2 separate regions of the Sus scrofa genome follow, and region 1 is linked to region 2. The links are chromatin contacts, called in public Hi-C maps. All regions are on one chromosome and are shown on one strand. The core of a region is the stretch at or near the end of the contact, and the rest is flanking DNA. Distances in the headings are between cores, read along the strand shown. Region 1 overlaps LOC100517855 (protein SCO1 homolog, mitochondrial). Region 2 holds the start of LOC396711 (myosin-3).

What was found. A called contact is a pair of places that touch in the nucleus more often than the background predicts.
Region 1: a Hi-C map of fetal skeletal muscle shows a contact between it and region 2, with 2.8 times the contacts expected there. The contact joins the enhancer-like site here to the promoter of LOC396711 in region 2. A contact is called at or near these places in 1 of 5 promoter capture datasets (liver), 4 of 47 Hi-C or Micro-C datasets (brain, embryonic fibroblasts, epiblast stem cells and 1 more) and 1 of 2 datasets of contacts at active chromatin or transcription factors (skeletal muscle).

What each region holds. Positions count from the first base shown.
Region 1 is chr12:55,403,594-55,408,740 of Sscrofa11.1, reverse strand. LOC100517855 (protein SCO1 homolog, mitochondrial) reads left to right here. Exons shown (of 6, transcript XM_003131996.4): 6 at 1-2,011. Among named protein-coding and RNA genes, the nearest start is that of ADPRM, 18 kb to the left of the region's middle. Within about 2 kb of position 1,835, at least 4 of the 83 cell types and tissues checked have an H3K27ac peak or open chromatin away from gene starts, as enhancers often do. A contact at or near this core is called in fetal skeletal muscle, where this site is marked.
Region 2 is chr12:55,370,655-55,375,707 of Sscrofa11.1, reverse strand. It overlaps LOC396711 (myosin-3), which reads left to right and starts at 2,472. Exons shown (of 42, transcript XM_013981330.2): 1 at 2,472-2,545; 2 at 3,174-3,229; 3 at 3,800-4,011. The coding sequence starts at 3,808.

The sequences.
Region 1 (5,147 bases), core at 586-3,085, 34 kb before region 2:
GCACTGCGTCCCCTTGTCAGCTGGCGCTGATTTTCTCAGGAGGAGGAAACCTAGTTCTGGGGCAGACCATTAGGTCGGTTTCCCTTGGGGTCCTTCGTGTGGTTTTTATCTAAGTGATGGCTTTCAGGGATCTGCCACGTGGGTGTAAGGATACGGATGATTGTCCTGGGTCTGAAATAAAGGTGTGCTTAGTTCTGCAGCTTGGACAAGCATGACCTTTCTCATGGGTGCGTAGATGGCAGCACACAGCTGTCAGGGCTGAGACCCTTGGACTTGGGGCAGGTAGGTGGGTACCTGTTGAAGTGCAGGTTCCCGGGCCCAGAGCTGGGGACGGATGCAGAGCCCTGCGGTGGCTGTGGGACCAGGCCTCAAGAGACAAACAGTCTCTTGAGGGGTGGAGGGTGGATTGATCTGGGTGTGTGAGGACGTGGCTCATCTTCTGGCAAGTCGGCCTGCCTGGTGCTGGCACAAGACATCCGGGAAGCCGCTGGCTTTGCTTCTGAATCTAACCTCCCTGGTGTCTGGGCTTGACTGGCGGCCGCCCTTCTCCACCCCAGGCCGCCTCAGAGCCTCGGAGTGTCTCAGACTCGGGCTCTCCTTGCCCATCACTCTGTTCCCCGTGCACATGACACGGCACCACCTTTGGTTTTCAAACTCTCTTCTCAGTGCTTTGGATAAATCTACTGCAGATGATTCTCAAGGTATGTGAAGAAGAAAAACCCAAAGGCTAGCAATTCTGGGCTGTACTGCATCCCCTCAATTCACATACTCCTGGACATTCTAACCCCCGTGCCTCGGAATGTGGCCTTACCTGGAGATAGAGTGTCTGAAAGGGTGATGGAGCTAAAATGAGGCCTTTAGGGTGGGCCCTCGTCCAGCAAGCCTGGTGTTCTTAGACAAGGCGACTGGGACACAGGCAGAGAAGACCATGTGAAGCCACGGAGAGAGGCGTCCAGAAGCAGGCCCGATGGCACCCTGATTGGGGTTTCCCCCCAGAGCTGAGAGTAAAGGTCCTCCGTTGGAGCCGGGCTGTGGAGCTCCACCGCAGCACCCTGGCAGCCTCCGGCCGTGCCAGTCTCCTTTTAGGCCCGATAATTAAAAGTACAGGATTTGGTTGATAAAAACGTCAACTCAGAGGGGTTGGTTTGGAATGGCTTTTCTAGGAACCTTGTCAAGAAGATGAGGAACTTAATGGAAGACTAGTTTCTTGTTTGAAAGAAGATCTAAGTATAAAATGCCAGGCATTTAAAAAGAGGGTCTGTTTTAAGCCATGAAACATTTGTGTGGATCACTTTGCAGCAGCTTTGCTCCAGAGAAAATTCAGCCTTCATTCTCAGCTGTTGCAGGTTAGAGCTTGTGTCGTGATCCAAAAAAAGGAACAAAAGCTTTTGAAGAAAGCTTTCATTTGCTCATCATTCCAGTGTCAAGCTTAAAGGCTTAGAAGCAGAGAAAGGGACTTCGGAGATGACATCCAAGTCTCTCTACCCACGAGAAGAGAGTCCCAAAGATAGGTATTGACCGCACTTCTGAACCCAGACTAGTCCCAATTACTAGTCAGGTCCCTGCCTGTCCCGCTACTGTGGGAGTTCATGGTGGCCTTGTGGATTCGGATAGGACAACAGGCTCAACTCAGCTGAATCACGGGAGATTTAAATCAAGGCTGCCTTTCACACAGTCGTCCGCAGACCGTGACCTGGGTGGATTACGTGTTATGCTGGACTCTTCAGTGAGATTAATGTTTTAAGAAAAGGCACTTACTTGAAAATTATAAGAATGCTGACCACGCAGCAGGCACAGAAGTATTTACTGCATCCGGCTGTCCATGAGGCAGCTGATAACTTCAAGTGCAAGAACTGGGATTCACTGAATACCAGTAAGATGCCTGTGTGGGTTGGGCAGCTAATGGGAACCCAGTAAATGATTTGAAATTGTGAATGTATCTGCATAAGATATATAAAAGCATCTTTTATTGTTTTTAAATATAAGGATAAAAGAAATTTTTCTAATCACCCCTACTGTGCCAAATGACTTTTTTTTTGCATATAGCACAACTTAAAAGTGTGTGAGTGTGTGTGTGTGTGAGAGAGAGAGCGCACGCACTACCTTTAAAAGAGCAGGACCCACCCTATCATTGTCCATCCACTGAGCATGAACATTTTACTCAGTTCTAAGTTACATTACTCTAAAGATCTAGGTAGTTACTCCTGTTCAGTAACAAAGTGTAATTAACGTCTGTAGTCATGTGTCCCAAATATCACCTTTCAAACTTAGATTATTGGTACTTCTCCCATAGTTATACCCTAAGTGGAGGAAGTTGGGTGTACAGAAAAGTAGAAGACATCTTCTTTGGATTTTGTTCATTTTGTCTTGTTAGGACTGCACCCAAGGTGTATGGAGGTTCCCAGGCTAGGGTTGAATTGGAGCTGCACCTGCCCGCCCACTCCTTCGCCACAGGCAGCCATGCCAGATCCTTAATGCACTAGGTGAGGCCAGGTATCTAACCCACACCTTCATGGATGCTCATCGGGTTCTTAACCCACTGAGCCACAGTGGGCATTCCAAAAGAAGACGTTTTAAAATCCGCCGTTGTTCCACCACCAGGAAACTGTTTGGATGCATTTTCTTTGAATCTTCAACATTTTTCTTCTACCAGAATCCACCCGTGTGTTCCTTTAAAAAAAATTAGGCATGACAGGTGAAACCCAAGTTTCTTTGACCACCAGTCCCCCACCTTCCTCATAGACAAGTGGTGTTTAGTGTTGGTGTTGCAGTGTATTAAGGACCCACTCAGTCAAAACACCAAGTCAAACGTGGTACTACCATGACTGGCACAGGTGCTGCTTGGTTTTTATGTAACTTATTTTTGTTACATTTCTGTAGAGTTGCTACATTATTGAACTTGGTAAATATTGAAGGTAGCCCCAAAGAGCTTCCTGTTGCCAAGATTAGGTAGTGGATTAACCGGTAGTTTTCAGGGCAAACTTCATTTGCTCCCTCCCCCTTCACGTCGTTTCAGGTGTGTTGGAGAAACTTCGTTCTTGGACAGGAGTGACATGGAGCTGGGGCGCGGCCAGTCGCCCTCAGCACTGACTGGACTCCGGACCCGGGCTTCTCCCTGCAGGTGAGGTTGGTTTCAGCGCGCGCACACAGCCTGGCTCCCCTCCACCATGTGTTGCTCCTAAGGAACTCGATGCATTGAAGCCAGCCTGGTTTCAATCCGGATGATGCTCAGGTAACCTCCGAATCCTCACTTTTCTTTTTTTTTTTTTTTTTTTTTTTTTGTCTTTTGTCTTTTGTTGTTGTTGTTGCTATTTCTTGGGCCGCTCCCGCGGCATATGGAGGTTCCCAGGCTAGGGGATGAATCGGAGCTGTAGCCACCGGCCTACGCCAGAGCCACAGCAACGCGGGATCCGAGCCGCGTCTGCAACCTTCACCACAGCTCACGGCAACGCCGGATCGTTAACCCACTGAGCAAGGGCAGGGACCGAACCCGCGACCTCATGGTTCCTAGTCGGCGAATCCTCACTTTTCTTACCTGTGACCTGGGCATGTGCTAGCACTGGTTAGGGGTCTGTGTGAGTGTTAGATGAAGCTCTGTGGAGCCCCACGCAGGCCCCAGGGAGTGGTGGCTGCAGTGCTTTGGCACTTGCTCCACAGGTGGTGTCAACAAGTGGGTTTGGTCATGAGTGTTTTCTACCCTCCTCCTGCTCCCTCCACATCAGGGGGCCTTGCAGTGACCTAATTTCTGAAACGCCCACTTCTGTTCCCCTACCCAGTACACATGCCTGAGGTCTTTGGTCTCCTTGCCTTAATGAACTCTCCACACCTGCTTTCTTAAATGGGAATCCAACTTGGAAAAAAGCCTGGAAAAGCCAGATTCACACCAGAAACTTTGGGGTGTTTGGTGCAACACAGGAATAGCAGGGAGTGAGAAAAGGGCATCAGCAGGCCGCTTGGCAGGGTTCTTCTTCAGGGCCCAGGGGGCATAGGGGCATAAGCGGTTGATGTTCAAGCAGCTCTGAGTCACGGAGGCAATCCTCCTTGTGCCAGGTGTGACACTCAGGACAGCAGGTTACTGAAGGGCTGCCGGCCTCAGCAGGAACTCGACAGGCCTAGCTGCTCTGTCACATTGTGACCGTTTCTCATTGACCTGAGGGACCAGTTGCTGTCTCTCACTGCTCAGATCTTCCTGGGGCCTAATTGCTCCGCTCTGGGCACAGGTGGTTTAATTCTGTGCCATTTCTGCCTGTGCTCGTCTCACGAGGTGTTTACTTGCCTTCAGTGGGTCCGGCCACATGTCGTGAGCAAGCGTCTCCTCTGGTCCCCGGACAAACAGCCTGAAGATGCTTTGCTCAGTGGCCTGCAAGCCTGCTCGTCATCATCACACATCCGCTATGTGCCAGGCCCTGTCCTTGTGCTGGGGACTCGGGAGGGAACTGAACCAAGCCCCTGCCCTGGGGGAGCCCATCTGTCGTGTGATGGGCAGACTCCACGGGTAAATGCATAAAGTGGTGTCCGAGTCCCGAGTGCTGGGAAGAACAGTAAAAGAAGGTAAGGGTTTGAAGGGACCGGGGATGTGCGTGCATCCAGGCGACGACAAGGAAGGGCTGTGTCAGGAGGTGACCATTTGGAAACTGGGAGTGAGCCACGCGGGTGTCCAGGGGAGCCTTCCAGCAGGGGACCCCAACCCCAGAGTGAGCTTCATGCACTCAAAAAGCGGGGAACCCAGCATGGCAGGGGCCGAGGAAGCCGGGAGAGAGGGCAGGATGCTGGAGAAGGGGCCAAGAGCCACATCCCTCACGGCGGGGCCCCTGGCTGTATCTCCAGTGTGAGGCGGCCCTGGAAGGCTGAGGGCAGAGCCTGGTCTGATCTGTCTGCCGGGCGCCCGCCGTGACTGTTGCTTTGATTCACCTAGGAGTCTGGGTGCCCATGTCAGCCCTCCTAGGGAGTCGCGAGAGTCACTCTCTGTGTCCTGTTCCAGGAGACCATCGCTGTGGGTATGTAATTGAAGGAAAACGTGTTTTCTTTTTATCATGGAAAATTGCAAACATACTCAGAGTGGACTTGAGTGAATGTGATGTGCCCATCACGAAGCTGCAGCTACTCAACCTGGCTGACCTTGTTTCACCCCTACCTCCACCTGCTCC
Region 2 (5,053 bases), core at 1,223-3,722:
CAAGAGGTTCTCTTCTTTGGATGTAAATCTTTCTAAAAAATACATATATATTTCTTTCTGCCTCCTCAGGTCAATAAAACCAGTGTCCAATGTGATGTACTCAATGCCATCAAGAGGACCAGTCGTAGTGGGCAGCAACACACAGAAGCAAGCCTTCAGTCTCCAGCGAGCTACATGCAGCACCAGGCACAGCGTGCCTGACATAATATCCAGCCGAATGCACGTAGCTGGTCTGCCAGGCAGCTCTATCACCCCCATTTTACAGATGAGAAAGCAGAGGCTCAGAGAAGTCAGGTGCAGTGCCAGCCATCACACGGTAGCGAGAGTGAGCGCCAGGTCCACAGCCGGGCCCGTCTGGCCCGACGTGCCACAGCCTTCAGGCTGCAGTTCCCACGGCCCCTCCCTCCTTATGGGTGTTTTCCGGGCGACCTTGCTTCCGGATTCTTGACCTCCGGTTTTACGGCTGTTTCCTATGTGGTGGTTATTGCCGCTGCTTCCACCCTCAGGGTTCTCCTGGCGAGCGGAGCTCCCTGCCTACCTCAGACCCTCGTTCCATGGCCTGGGCAGGCTTCTTCCCCTCGTGCCTTCCAGCCCCTCATGTGCAGAAGCAGGCCGTCAGGCAGGTGACCCGAGACCTCCCAGCCGAGCCTCTGTGCTCGTGGAGGACGTGTGACGGAGAGAAGGAAGACAGGCCGGCTGACGGGGGAAAAGCTGGGGTGGGAGGCCGTCAGCCTTGAGCTCGCCTTGGGCTCAGGGATGCGACGTGGCTTCACGCTTGACAAGAAGCTCAAAGAAATCCTGTGTGGAAAACGTCCTCTCGGTGTCCCGGAGGTGGGATGGATGTGGTTGTGCAGAGGTGGGTGAACCGACGCCAACTAAAGGTCAAAAGCAAGCCGGCCCCAACCGCGGCCCCTGGTGTTTAAGAAGGGACCGCCAGCACCCTTCCCCTGACCACCCAGCACACGTCACAGCCTGAGACGTAGCCAGGGCCCCTGCACTGTCCCTCAGCCCCAGGGGGCTTGCTAACATCTCTGCTTCCAGGTGACATGCACCTGTCCTCACCAGGCCTCCCAGGATGGCTGGCCAATGGCGCAGAGAGTCAGGCCGGCGCGTCCCTGGGCAGGGAGACCACGCCCCTTCAGGACCGGAGGGTCCTTGAGGAGGGTCGAGCTCTCTTCTTGGACGAGGAGGATTTCTGGGGGAGGGGGTTTCAGTCCCAGCGGCGGGGGTGGGCGGTGGGGCGTGACATGTAGCATGGCAGGTCCATGCTTCCTGACTTTCCTCCTGATGGCCACTTGCCTACCTGCCTTGATCTAAAAATCACCAAAATCTCAGACGTAATCGAGTCACCATTTATCCAAGAAACTATCGAGGGTAAAGCTGCAGCTTCCATTTCTTTTGATTCTTCTTCCAGGGTTCTGCCTTGGGCCCAGCATGCAGTGGGTGTTTAATTAATGCCCCTGCCCCTCGGGGACTGCAGCCCCACTCCCCCTGCCCCACCCCCAGCCCTTAGAGTGGCCTCCTGGCCCGCGCTGCGTGTGGCTATGCTGGGAGGGGGCCGTTCTTATTCTCCAGTGGGGACGGCTGACACCAGAATGAACGACAACGGGTTACCCACAGGCCACGCTCCCAACGGTCTGTCAGGGAAAAAAAGGGAAAAACAGACATAAAGTGGAATAAGAATGGGCAAACGCTTCAGCCATACCCCTCTGTGCTCCTAAGGCTTTATTTTTCCAACCCTGATTTAGAAACAGCCATGCTCGTTAGACGCCCCCTCACCCCCCTTTCTCTGCAGGCCCTGCCATCCCCCCACCCCCGCCCCGGCCAGCAGCTGGTCTTTCCTAATTGGTGACATGTCTTAATAACTACAGGTCCTTGAGCAGCTGTCACTGTGGCTCCTGGCTGGTGGGCTACCTCCCTCTCAGTCATTTACTCGTTGGTCCTACTGGCGCTTAAGACAGAGGTTTAGTTAATGACGATCCTAATAATACAGCAGGAGGACTGCTGTTGTTCCCCCACAAGTTGTACAATCACACATTCCTGCCACAACCCTGTGTTGTAACAAAAGCCTTGCTCAAAACTCCAAGAGGATTTAAACTTTTCCGTCCTTGGCTTCATCCCTTTGCCCACAGGCCGAGATTCTAGGTCCCCGCTGTCCCAGAGACCAGGCTCATCTCCAGCCGTGTGGCGCCTGTGGGATGGAGCGAGGGCTCCCGGCAAGGCTGTCCCATCACTGAGCCGCCGGTTCAGAGAAAGGCATCCCAAACTTCCAGCTTTCTCCAGCTAGGATCCTGTCATTTCTATATATACCTCTCTCTTGGCAGCGGCAAAAAAAAGTGAGGAAGGAGCTGGTCCTCACTTGTGGTGTCGGTCACTCTCTTTCCAAATATAGAGAAGGAATGAGTGGCGGGGTTAGCAGGGGCTATAAAAGCCCGCGGGGAGCGCCCCTTGTAGCTGCTCTGTGGGCGGAGGAGAGTCACAGTGCCCCTTGTGCGGGTCCTTCCCATCTGAGGCTCAGAGGCTCGTGTGGCCCTGCCCGGCTTTGGTAAGGACCAGACGTGCGGCTGATTCTCAGCCCCTCCCCGCCTCCAGCATCCCGCTTCCTTCACCTGTTCTCCCCCGCCCTCATCCTCCAGAGCCCTCTTGGGCAGGGTCCCTGCGGATGCTCTGTGGACCACTGCCCGTCACCCCGGCCCATGAACGCTGCCACCTCTCTGACTTGTACAGAGGCCAGTGGGCCTGGCCGCCTCCCCACCTGCGCTGCGGGCCTGCGGTGTCTGTCCTCTCAAGGCCACGCTGGCTGTGCATCCGTCGGCTTGTCTGAGACTTCACCCTGCCTGCCCACAGAAGACAGGGGGCCTGGCCCTGGCTTGGAGGCACAGGCTTTTCAAACAGAGCTTCTGTCCTGACTGCTCACCTCTGAGGAGGAGGCACGGCAGACAGAGGGTGGTGCCACCCGGGCAGGAGGGAGCCAGGTCTGGGGCGGCTGGGGGCTCTCCTGCCTTCAGGGCTCACCTGTGGGCCAGGTCCCATTTGCTCCTCCAGCTTGTCTCTGGGCCAAGGCTCTTTTAAAGTTATTCGTCCTTTCTCTTCATTTGGTTAATTGATTAAGGCCCATTCAGAACTGAACCAGACACTCCCACGTCTCCTGACCTTTTGTGTATTTATTGCAGGTCTGATTTCTCACGGCTGCTGCTGTCTGCTGTCCTCCTGCGGGTGTGACTCTCAGGTGAGAAAGCAGGTCAGGTCCCCTGGCTCAGCCATCTCCAGGGTACTGGTCCCCCCCCCCGGCCACGGCCTTGCGGCGAGCAGGACAGGTTAGGCTGGAGAGGAGCCCCAGGGAAGGCTGCCAAGCAGATGCTGATGTGAGAAGCCGCTTGTTTGTAGAAGGGACTGAAGCCGGTTTCCAGGTGGGAGATGGAGCCACCCTGAATCCGAGCGGTTCCAAAACTCCTTAGCTATTTGCCCTTTAACACGCTCTTTGAAGAATGTTTGCTTTTGAGAGTGTTTACCTTTACGTCTTCCCTCAGCAACCCCTGGCTTTTACAGAAGAGGAAAGCGGGGTCCCAAGAGCTGCACCCACCTCTGGGCACTCTGCCCGCCCCAGCCCCGGCTAACGGGGGAGCTTGGATTGCGTGCATCCCGTGTCCTCTGCACAGAGGAGCTGCTCAATGAAATGCACCCATTTGATCCCCGGGGGCTGGATGGCGGCGGCCTTGCTCCTGGGCTCCGCCTGGAGGGCGCCTGTGGGGTCAGGGCTGGAGTCTGGCCCGGGGACTCACTGGGGGGTCCCTTCCAGCCGACACCATGAGCAGCGACACTGAAATGGAAGTGTTCGGCATAGCCGCTCCCTTCCTCCGCAAGTCGGAAAAGGAGAGGATCGAGGCGCAGAACCAGCCCTTCGATGCCAAAACCTACTGCTTCGTGGTCGACTCGAAGGAAGAGTACGCCAAGGGGAAAATTAAGAGCACCCAGGATGGGAAGGTCACGGTGGAGACCGAAGACAACAGGGTAAGCCCGGTCCCTACCCTGCAGGCCAGACAGACACCCTCTGTCACCCGCTGTGGCTGCCCCGCTGTGTCCACTGCACACCGGCCACTTGCAGATGTGGCTTGGGCACCAGAACACCTCCCTGGCACCAGTGACACTCACTGGGCATCACTCCCTTAGCTTCCCGACAAAGCAGAGGGAATACCGGCCTCGGGCTGCAGGACGGGAGAATCCCCTGGTTGTGGCTGATCAAAGCCATTCCTGTTCAGGTGCTTTTGTCAATGTTTGTGACACTCTAGGTCAGTGGGGACCAGCTCTGTGGGTCCTATGCGTGTGGAGTTGGGAGAAGTCGCCTTTGATAGCCTAGGTTTCCCCCAATTCTTCTAGCAAAAGCTCCCTAGGGAAGTAAAGCTACCTAAAGGGGGTCGAGGGCCCTGGTGGACCACAAGCTCCATGTGAAGTCGCAGCTTCCGCACACCAAGAAGGCGAAGGGCAGCGCCGCCCAGCGCCCCGGCCCAGGCTACTGGGAAGTGCTGGGAGGAACTCCGGACTTCACACGCCTTGGAGTCTAGACGAGAAGACCCTGGAAATGTTCTAAGAAAAGTTAAAAAGAAGAGGGAAAAAAATCCCAGAAAGAAAAGGAAATAGCACTATCAGGTTGGACGTGAAGGGAGAGGGCACTGAAAACTGCCCTGCGATGCTCCCGCGCACGGACGTCCGGAGGGCGGCTCGGTCACTGCAGCCAAGAAGGGCTCTCGGAGCCGCAGGGGAGGCAGGAACTGGACGTGATGACGGGCGCCTAAGATGAGCCGGGCCTCCCGGGGCGGCTGGTGGCATGAGTGGTTTAAGTGAATTCCGGCTTGAAGGCAGGATTCCTGCCACCTCACCCAGGGGCAGGACAGGGAAAATGACCTTCTTCAGAGGAGGGAAGGGCAGGGCCAAGCTCCACGCCCCCATGCGGGGTCCTTGGGGGCCAGGGGGCTTCTCTTCTCGAGGGATGCGCAGAGGGGCCCACCGGTGCCTGCAACCCCCGCTCTGCTGCGTGGCTCCTTCCCCTGGCTGT